Regions from separate parts of the Ovis aries genome. Here region 1 is linked to region 2. The links are chromatin contacts, called in public Hi-C maps. All regions are on one chromosome and are shown on one strand. The core of a region is the stretch at or near the end of the contact, and the rest is flanking DNA. Distances in the headings are between cores, read along the strand shown.

Evidence for each region. Hi-C and Micro-C count contacts between places; a contact is called where the count stands out from the background.
Region 1: a contact with region 2 is called in a Hi-C map of hypothalamus, with 4 times the contacts expected there. The contact joins two enhancer-like sites. A contact is called at or near these places in 4 of 16 Hi-C or Micro-C datasets (hypothalamus, liver and tail adipose tissue).

Annotation. Positions count from the first base shown.
Region 1 is chr6:105,460,886-105,465,972 of ARS-UI_Ramb_v3.0, forward strand. No RefSeq gene overlaps it. Among named protein-coding and RNA genes, the nearest start is that of ZBTB49, 31 kb to the right of the region's middle. Within about 2 kb of position 1,951, at least 11 of the 54 cell types and tissues checked have an H3K27ac peak or open chromatin away from gene starts, as enhancers often do. A contact at or near this core is called in hypothalamus, where this site is marked.
Region 2 is chr6:105,328,388-105,333,415 of ARS-UI_Ramb_v3.0, forward strand. The region is part of intron 1 of STX18 (syntaxin 18); the gene reads left to right. Among named protein-coding and RNA genes, the nearest start is that of TRNAC-ACA, 53 kb to the left of the region's middle. Within about 2 kb of position 1,789, at least 11 of the 54 cell types and tissues checked have an H3K27ac peak or open chromatin away from gene starts, as enhancers often do. A contact at or near this core is called in hypothalamus, where this site is marked.

The DNA of each region.
Region 1 (5,087 bases), core at 701-3,200, 130 kb after region 2:
ACGACCCCTTCTCCTCCAAATCCATGTTGAAGTTCTAACCTCTAGGACTTCAGAATGTGACTGTATTTGGAGGCAGGGCTTTTATACAGGAGATTAAGGTAAAATGAGGTCATATGGGTGGGCCTTGATCCAATAGAACTGGTGTCCTTATGAGAAGAGGCATTCAGGACAGAGATAACCACAGAAGAATGACTTTGTGAGGACCCAGGGAGAAGATGGCCATCTTCAAGCCAAGGGGAGAGGCCTCAGAAGGGATCAACCAAGCCCTTGATCTCAGCCTCCCAGCCTCTAGAACTGTGAGAAAACCAATTTTTGCTGTTTGAGTGCCCAGTCTGCAGTACTGTGTTTTGGCAGCTCTGGCAAACTAATAACACTCTAGGCTTGGAAATCTACCAAATTCAGGCACGAAATAAAGAAGAGAAAATTTTGTCTATGTCTGGACCAAGCTTTACTTTCTGAAGTCTGTCAGAAATAATTTCCAAAAGAAAAAAAAAAAAAAAAGGAAAAATCATACCTCTCACAGAGAGGTGAGAATGAATACGTGTTGAAGATTTTATTTAACACGTTAATCAGGGAGGGAGCTGGGCAGATGTCCTAGCTGGTTCAACAGAGAATCCAAAGAACAGACCTATTTTCAGGTCAGGAATATTGAAATGAAATGGAGACAGGACTGGCTTTTTACATCAGGGGAGAAGCCAGCTGGGCCTCTGCTGGACAGGAGAGGGTCTGTCTATAGACAACAATTATTTTGCACTGCTGTTGGCCCCAGACTGAACCACGTTTATACTTTTGCATGATGTATGTTTAAAAGATATTATTCGGAAAATTATTCATTTTGTTTCTGTTTGCCTCTGAGAACTTCCTCCCTGATGATCAAAAACATCCATCTGCCTTGGGTGGGGATGGGGATGGGGGTGGGGTTAGGAATGTCACAGAGGAAGCGAAGAAAAAAGGCTCCAGGTCCTGTTTTGACTCTGGCATGCAGAATGAATCCTGCAGTCAGACAATAGATTCAAAAGCCAGGGTTTTGTGAGAGAGACGGGATTTTCACAATTCCTTTCTCTTCTCTGTCAGCACATCTTGGGCCAGGCCCAGGCGGCTTAGAGGGTTCTCAGGAGATGGTGAGGCCGGCTCTGGCGCTCAGAACACAGGATATTTTTTGTCCTGAAGGCACAAGGAGGAGGGCAGACAGTGTCAGCGTCCGATTCACATGTCCAGGGATCCTGCAGGTGAGCTCACTGAGGCCACCCCTTAGGAGCCAGGGGAGCCTGGTCCCCACCTCCTGATCACCTCTGGGGTCCCTTCTTCTAAGGACATGGTTCTATGGGATCAGGTCCCAGACTTACGGTCTTATTTTGGGGGGAGGGAGACACAATTTGGCCCTTAATAACCACTATCTAGTTCTAGAATCTTTTCATCATCCCAGGTGGGAATCCCAGACTCATTAGCAGTCACTCCCCATCCCGCCCTCCCCCAGGCCCTGGCAACCGCTCATCCGCTTTCTTTCTCTATGAATTCGCCTATTCTGGGCATTTCATATAAATGGAACCATGCCAGACATGTGATCTTCTGTGTCTGGCTTCCTTTACACAGCATCAGGTTTTCACAGGTCACCCCTGAGTCTGAGCTATTTTTAGAGCCCATTTGTACAGAGGAGACTGAGAACCCAGTGAACCACAACGTCTCTTAAAGCCTGAACCCTGGAGTCGGGGGACATTGTCAGCACTCAGCAAGGTTGAAAAATAAATGAGCAAACGACTCTCCTTTCTGGGACACATCCCTCCAAACTGGGGAAGAAGAATGTTAGGTCACCAACAGGCTTCCATGTGGTGTGGGGTGGGCGGCAGGGGCAGGGACTCAGGTGGGTGCAAGGGGCCCTGGCAGTCTCCGGGGGCAGCCTTAGCGTTTGAGGTTCTCCCAGCTGCAGCCTCAGCTTATTCTGAGGGGCTATACCGCCATCTGGTGGCCAGAAGCAAACCTGACATGAAACAGCCTGGGTGGCCTGTAGATTTCCTTGTAACTACATGGAAGTGAAGTGAAGTGAAGTGAAGTCACTCAGTCGTGTCCGACTCTTTGCGACCCCGTGGACTGTAGCCCACGAGGCTCCTCCGGAAGAGACAGCTTTTTATGTGGAGCACCTGCCTTCTGCCCAGAACTATGCTGGACCCTTCACAAACAGCCTCAAACTGCAGTGGGTGTGATATGAAATGGGGACTCAGAGAGGTGGGGTCAACACATTTTTTGACAAGGAATGATGCTTATGACTCACTGGAAAAGACCATGGTGCTGGGAAAGATTGAAGGCAGGAGAAGGGGACGACGGAGGATGAGATGGTTGGATGGCATCACCAACTTGATGGACATGAGTTTGAGCGAGCTCTGGGAGTTGGTGATGGGATAGGGAAGCCAGGCGTGCTACAGTCCACAGGGTTGCAAAGAGTCGGACACAACTGAATGACTGAACTGATGCTTATGACAATTTGTTTTGTGACAAGGCAAAAAGAAGAGTGTATGGTACAAACAGATCTTTAAAATGTTAATGTGTCGAAGTTATGTTGTATCTGACCACAGAGGAAACAAATCCAGGTGTAAACAGTGCTCAGCTTCCTCGGGTGTTGAAGGGGCTTAATGAGAAAATGCATGTGAGGTGCAGAGCAAAGGCTGGGGTGTTCAGCAGCTGTCAGTTGTGGTCAGGACTAGAGTCACATCTGTCATCATTATCAACATCATTGTCACCTCTGGGTGACGGAAATATATTTCCTTTTCACTTCTTGTATTTTCTGATGTTTCTGTTTCGTTCACTTAGAAAAAAGAAAAAATTAAAAAGAAGAGGGTGGGATGAGCCCCGGCAGAGGTGAGTTTTGTTTCAGGAGCAGGTTGGTCTCTGGAAACCCATCAACCTCCTGGCAGATGAGCCCTGCATTCTGGGCTGGGTCTGATCCTAGTTTTGGGGTCAGTAACTCACCCGGAACCTTGGGACGCAACCTCCTGGCTGAGTGGAACTGGGCAAGTTCCTTGACCTCCCAAGGGGGTCCCTTTCCTCATCTGTAGATGGGGAGGATCGCAGGATCTCCTTGAGGGTGTCATGGAGTTTAAAAGAGTTGACACTGGTAAAGCGTTTCCATCGTCCCTGGCACAGGACGAACATGAAGCTGCTGTTATGCCTGGGCACATCCCCTTCCCAGCTCAGGGCGTCTGTCCGATGAGGGATGCAGACTACAGCAGAGACTCTTCAGCAGAGACTCTTCATCTACTGTCCTGACATCAGCTGCCTGAGAATCACCTGGGAAACTTGATAAAATGCAGTTCCTAGGCCTTGGCCCTGACCAAGAGTCAGATTTGGTCCATTTGATTCTGATAGGAGCAAAATGATAAAGATCTGCATTGTTAACAAGACTTCCCGTTGACCTCACAGAACCCGGAGACCCGTATGGAAACAGGATATGATTCCTAAGATCCCGTCCAGCTCTAAGATGCTGGGGTGCTTCTGAAGACCTGCCCAATCTCTTGGCCTCTGCACTCCAACTTTGTAATGAAAGGCTGTTCTTGGCCCTGGAAGGATCTACAGGAGCCTAGTCATGAGCCATCTAGAGTGTTCACAGAGCAACAAAACCATGGAGACCTCATCCTGCCGTCAGGATACTGAAGTCCAGAGAAGGGAGGGCACTTGTCACACGCTGGTGATGGAGCTGAGAACACAGTCCAGGCCTCCTGACTCTGGGGCCAGTGATGCGCATGTACACATGTACACACACACACACACACACAGAGGCATTCATTCATGCTGTGGATGGCCATCTTATGTGTGCACCACAAAGTCAAGGCCTGGCGCAATGAAACGCAGTACCCCACTCATGGACACACTAGCACCCTTCCAAACATTTCACCACTCCTAAGTTCTTCCTTATTTAGGTTAAGACTTTGGGGCAGAGTAATAAGGGGAGAAAGAGGCAGGAAATACGAATTTTAAAGATTTGGTTTTCATTTTTTCCCTAAACTTTTATTAAGGTCAAATTATTGTCCCAGTCATGCAGATTTATTCAAGGATGGCTACATTGGACTCAGTCGCCTCCGACTCTGAGATCCCATGGACTGTAGCTCACCAGGCTCCTCGGTCCATGGGATTCTCCAGGCAAGAATACTGGAGTGGGTTGCCATTCCCTTTGGCAGGGGATCTTCCCGACCCGGGAACTGAAGCTGGGTCTCCTGCATTGCAGGTGGATTCTTTACCCGCTGAGCCCCCAGAGAAGCCCTACCTTGGCCAAGGCAAATCTTATTCTTTGGGCCTTGAGGATGGGGCAGGGAGGGGCAGAGGCTGGAGAGCACCATGAAGTTGGAGGAAAAGTTGTCCAGGAGAGCACAGGGCCTCGATCACTGAGGAAGGAGGCCAGACGGACTCCGACCTCACCAGGAGCGAGCTGTGTTAGAAACCAGAGGGTGGCTGCTCCCCGCCAGCCAGGCTCTGTGCCCCGTGTGCAGGAGCAGAGGGCAGGGCTCAGCAGGGAAGCTGGACAGAGAGGCTGGAGGGCAGACCAGAGCACGTCGGCCCATGGGGTACAGCCGGGAAGGAGGTGGACTGGTACACCAGGGGTGAGGCACTGTGAGACGAGCTCACCAACGGGCTGGAGGTCCTGGTGAGCGTGAAGGGCTGCTGCTGGGGCTGGCATACTAGGGAGGAGCTAGAAAGAGGTGGTGGGGATGAGAATGGGAACAAGCGAGGAGGCCCAGGGAGATGACCACCCATATGTGACTAGGGCTTCCCCGATGGCTCAGTGGTAAATAATCCGCCTGCCATACAGGAGACGCAGGAGATGGGGGTTTGATCACTGGGTTGGGAAGATCCCCTGGAGGAGGGCACGGCAACCCACTCCAGTATTCTTGCCTGGAGAATCCCCATGGACACAGGAGCCTGGCGGGCTGCAGTCCATGGGGTTGCCCAGAGTTGGACATGACTAAGTGTGCTCGCACATTCGCACCAGAGGTCAAGTTTCAAGTTCACAGCCAGGCACGCCCCCTGCAAGGAGACCCGAGGTCTCAGCCTTACCAGCTGCATGTCCTCGTGCAGGTCGCCAACCTCGCACAACCTCA
Region 2 (5,028 bases), core at 539-3,038:
GAGCTGTAAGCCAACTTTTTCACTCTCCTCTTTCACTTTCATCAAGAGGCTTTTTTAGTTCCTCTTCACTTTCTGCCGTAAGGGTGGTGTCATCTGCATATCTGAGGTGATTGATATTTCTCCCGGCAATCTTGATTCCAGCTTGTGCTTCTTCCAGCCCAGCGTTTCTCAGGATGTACTCTGCATAGAAGTTAAATAAGCAAGGTGAAAATATACAGCCTTGACGTACTCCTTTTCCTATTTGGAACCAGTCTGTTGTTCCATGTCCAGTTCTAACTGTTGCTTGGTCTCTCCTGGTAAAAGCTTTATGTGTGATATCAGGTAATGTGAGCATGTTTTTCCCTGTCAGATGCACTGGGACCACTGGCTACTGTTTTATAATCACTCTGTGTATATGGTAGATGTGCTGTGTGGGGAAGTCCAATGTCTTCATGACTTTTGAAATGAGCCTTATTAAAATTCAGTCACTTAAGAATGAACTTGGTTTATCTTCAGAGAAAGAAAAGGATGGGCCAGATGAATGCCTGTCGTTTTAGAATGGAGTTTAAACAATTGCTTGGTTGAGTATCAGCTTTGTGGAGAAGCCAGATCCCAGCAGGCCTTGGAGGGTGGCTGTTGGCTCTGCACTGACCCGTAGCTGTTGACATTGCGTTTGACCTGAACAGGGCATCTCAGCGTTGAGTACTTTTGATCTCAAAACGTTCTGTGTGCCCTGTGATGAAAGCGGCCCTCAGAGATGCCCTGTGCTTGGATGGGACGGTAGGGCTGTCTTCATGGGTGGACTTGTAGAGGCTGAAAGCACACAGGTCCTTGGGTTGGGCATCACAGTCCCCCGTTTATTTTGAACCATTTATATGAAATGCGTTACTTCAGTGTCTTCTCATCTGTGAAGTGGGATTATAGCGAAACCTGTCCCAAGAGGTTATCAGGAGGAGCGAACAAATGCGCTGGTGGACGGACAGCGTTCGGCTGGTGCCTGCCACACAGCATGCGCGTAATGAGAGTTCTCTGTCAACTCGTGCTGCTGCTTCTGCTTTTAAAGAAGCATGTTTATTGCCCTCCCTTTGTAGTAAAGCTCAGAGAGATTAAGCAACTTGCTCAAAATTTCAGTTGGCAAAGGTTAAGAGTTTAGGGATTTTATTAAAAACACCCATTTTCCCCCAGCAAGTTTTGGAGCTACCTGAAAGAAATAAGCAGTCAGAACGTGAAAAAGCCAAACGGAGAACCAGGCTGTAGCTTTGTGGCCAGATGTGGGTGGAGCTGGAGCAGACACCCTCTGCTGCCTGGCTGCGAGCGAGCGGAGCCTGCTCCCTGCCCTCTCCAGACCCTACCCCAGCCAGTCCTCTTCTCTCGGACATGGGAGGGAGGGGTTGAGAAACAGAAGAGGAAGTTCATCCAGCTGGGGTCCCTTGAAGCCTAACGAGGCGGGCATCAGTGTCCCTTTCAGAGGAAGTAGCAGAGACTGAGCAGAGATGAGACCCAAGAAGCTCAGCCAACTCCCTGGATTTCTTACCCATTTCTCTGCTGTCTGCCCTGCTCCACCCAAACTCCACAGTCTTTTGCCAGGAGTCTGCTCCTCTGCTGATATCCTGCCCTGCACTATGGGTGGAGGTAGATGAACTTAGACAGGGGGAAGAGACCCAGCCCTGGAGGTTGCCTTCATTCCTTGTTTAAACCTTGTTTTGATGGCAGTTTGATGGTTGGTACTCAGGGTGAACAGTTACCGTGGCACCACCAGTCTCTATGACAGTCCTGGTTCCTGGCACACATCTGTGGGCCTTCCTCCCAGCATCCCGACAGTACTTAGCAATTCCAAGCCTCCTGTGTTGACAACACTGGGAATAACAGATGGGCTTGGAGGAGGAGACTTCAGTGGGGAAAACAGTCGCTTTGGATATATATGTGCATGTTCCCACTTTGAGTGACTTTTAAAATGAGTGCTCTGTGTGGAAACATTCAAAAAAATCTCTCTTGTAGAGCTTTCTGTATCCACTGTGGTTGAAAACATTTTAAAAATCAGTGTCTATAAATAACTCACATGAAACCTAGTTTATATTTCTGTGAAAAAAAAAAGCCAAAATTAAATAAGATAAGTAGTAACAGTTTATTGACCTTTTGATGATATAAATAACTTAGCCTTTGAGTCATATAGACCTGTGATCCATGCCAGTCCTGCCCCTTATTAGCCTGTTAGCTCACGTGGGCCTCAGTTTCCATGTTTATAAAATAGAAATGGGGGCAACGTCTAATTCATCCGATTGGTTATAGGGGAGCCAATGCCAGCACGAAGCAAGCATTTCACTAGCTTCCTGGCACACACAGCGGGCGCTCTGTAAGTGCCCATCACTGTGGGGTGACGTCAGATGTGCAGTGCACTGTTGAATACAGATGCATGAAGAAACAGCCTGACGTTGCTCGCTGGGTGTTTTTCTGAATTCCCAAGCGTCCCCCTTCGTGACTACTATGCTGAAAAACTGAACTTGCCACCTGCCAAGAATCTGTGCATACATTAAGAACTCCAGTCTGGTAACTTAGAATACTGGGTTCCATCCAGGCTTCACCCCATGTGTCCCTGAGCAGATTACTTACCAGCTCTCTGACTCAGTTTCCTTATCTGTTAAAACAGGTGTGATGATGTTACTCATCTCGGGATTGCTGGGAGAGTTCCATGAGCTAACGCATTTCATGCAGAGATCTTGGAATAGAGCCTGGCACATAGTAAACTCTTGGTGAAGGTTTTGGGGTTGGTAGGGTGTTTTTTTTTTTAAGTGGTATTAATAGTCTTAAGTGGAATTTTAAGCAAAAACTTGCTAAAGTCTATTTAGAAATAAACTAGCTAGAGATCTGAGGTGGGTTGGGTTGCTTGTTCAAGTATGGGTTATTACTAGTTTGGCAGCAGAAAATCTGTACTTCAGAATCACCAAACATGTTAAAAGAGAGCGAAAAATGGGAGATTTTAAAAAATAATGTTTCGTTAAGAAAGCTATCAAGTGTGTATTTAAGTAGACAGTATTTATAAGGAGTCTGCCCCTACCCCCACTCAGCTGTCAACTCATGACTGATCCTCTTTCAGGTGTTACTGTCCATCCATGTTATATTCAAGCAAATCCCAGGTATCATAAGAAATAGGGATCACATTTGTTATACTTTAAGTGAAACTTCTTGTAATCAAGTTTTCTGAGGGGCTTCTTGTTCTTGGCACTCACCCCCACACACCATTCCACCCTGGCAGACTGAACCTAGCTAAAGATGCGGGAGGGGGAACTTAAAGAGGGGAGCTTCTGTGTCTAGACTGTGCAGTGGATTCCCTTGGACATTTAAAGCTTTATTGAAAACATTATGACTCCTTTAAAAAGAAAAAAAAGGCTGTCTCATATAAGGCTTTCTGCTATGTCAGATACACTATGACTGAATGTTTGTGTCATCCCAGAATTGAAGCCCTGATAGCCAACGGGATGGTATGGAGGTGAGGCCTTCGGTGCCTAATTAGATCATGAGGGCGGGGCCCCCTTGAATGGGATCGGTGTCCTTAGAGGAAGAGATTCGAGACCACCATGTGAGGACTCGTCAAGAAGGCAGCTGTCTAAAATTAGGGTGAGAGCCCTCCCCAGGCCCCAGATATGCCGACACGTTGGCCAGGACCTGCCCGCCTCCAGAACCGAGAGAAATAAGTGTTGGTTGTGTAAGCTACCCAACCTGTGGTGTTTTGTTATAGCAGCCCAAACTGAGATGCAGTATGTTAGTTTCTTGTTGCTGCTGTAACAAGTTACCATCAATTTAGTGGCTTAAAATGACAAAAATGTATTGTGTTCTTGTTCTGTGGGTCTGAAGTCCACAATGGGACTCCCTAGGTTGAGATCAAGGTGTGGGCAGGGTTCTGTTCTCTTCTGGAGCCGCTAGGGGAGGTCCCACTAAGTTGCCTTTTCCAGCATGCAGACGTGGCGTTCATCCCTGGGCTCCCTTCCTCTGTCTTGAAAGCCAGCAATGTTGGATCGAGTCCTCGCGTTGCATCGTTCTGACTCTCTCTTCTGCCTCCTTATTCTCCATTCATGGACCTCCCTGGATACTCCAGCGTAAATCCAGGGTAATCTCCCTATTTTAAGCTCAGCTGATGAGCATCTTATTACCTTCTGCCACAGTGATTCCCCTTTGCCATGTAACATAATAAATTCACAGGTTCTGGGGATAAGACTTGGACATCTTTGGGAGGAGGGTGTATAGCATTCCCTTGCCTACCACAGTAGGTGTAATCCTTAGGGTATTATTCAGTGCATGTGTGCTTAATCACTTAGTCATGCCCAGCTCTTTGTGATCCCATGAGACTGGGGCCCATCCTCTGTCCATAGGCTTTTTCAGGCAAGAATACCGCAGTGGGTTGCCATTTCTTCCTCCAGGGGATCTTCCAGACCCAGGAATCCAACCTGCATCTCTTGCGTCTCCTGCATTGGCAGGTGGGTTCTTTACCACTGAGCCACGTGGGAAGCCTGCATTATTCAGTGCCCACTATCTATTCAACAGGCAGTGAAAGTTTTTGTGCCTGACAGGCTCTGGGGAAAGGGGAGGACCCTTTACCCTCTAGGAGCTTGTGGCGCTCTGGTGAAGGGAGGCTAATCGGTAAGGAGTCATTGTGGTCTTTGTGGTCGGTGGGGAGCGTGGCAGGACTGAGGCCCCTCGGGACTTCTGGAGCTGCACTGTGAAGGGCCTCGAGTGCTGCGTTTGGGGCTTGGGCTTGACCCCGCTGATTAGGCGCAGAGATGACAATTAGCTGCCCTCCAGCAAGTCGTCTGGGAGAGATGCTTCCTTTGACTGCAGGGTGTTCCATAACCAGAATTCACGCCTCCGGAGTGCCCTGTCCCCTCTGCTCCCGCTGCCTTACTCTCACTGCTTGCCTGGCCCCTTGTAGGCAGGGGTTGGGGAAGGGAATGGGAACCATTGTTCTTTGTTGTTGTCATTCAGTTGCTCAGTCATGTCCAAGTCTTTGTGACCCTGTGGACTGCAGCATGCCAGGCTTCCCTGTCCTTCAGTATC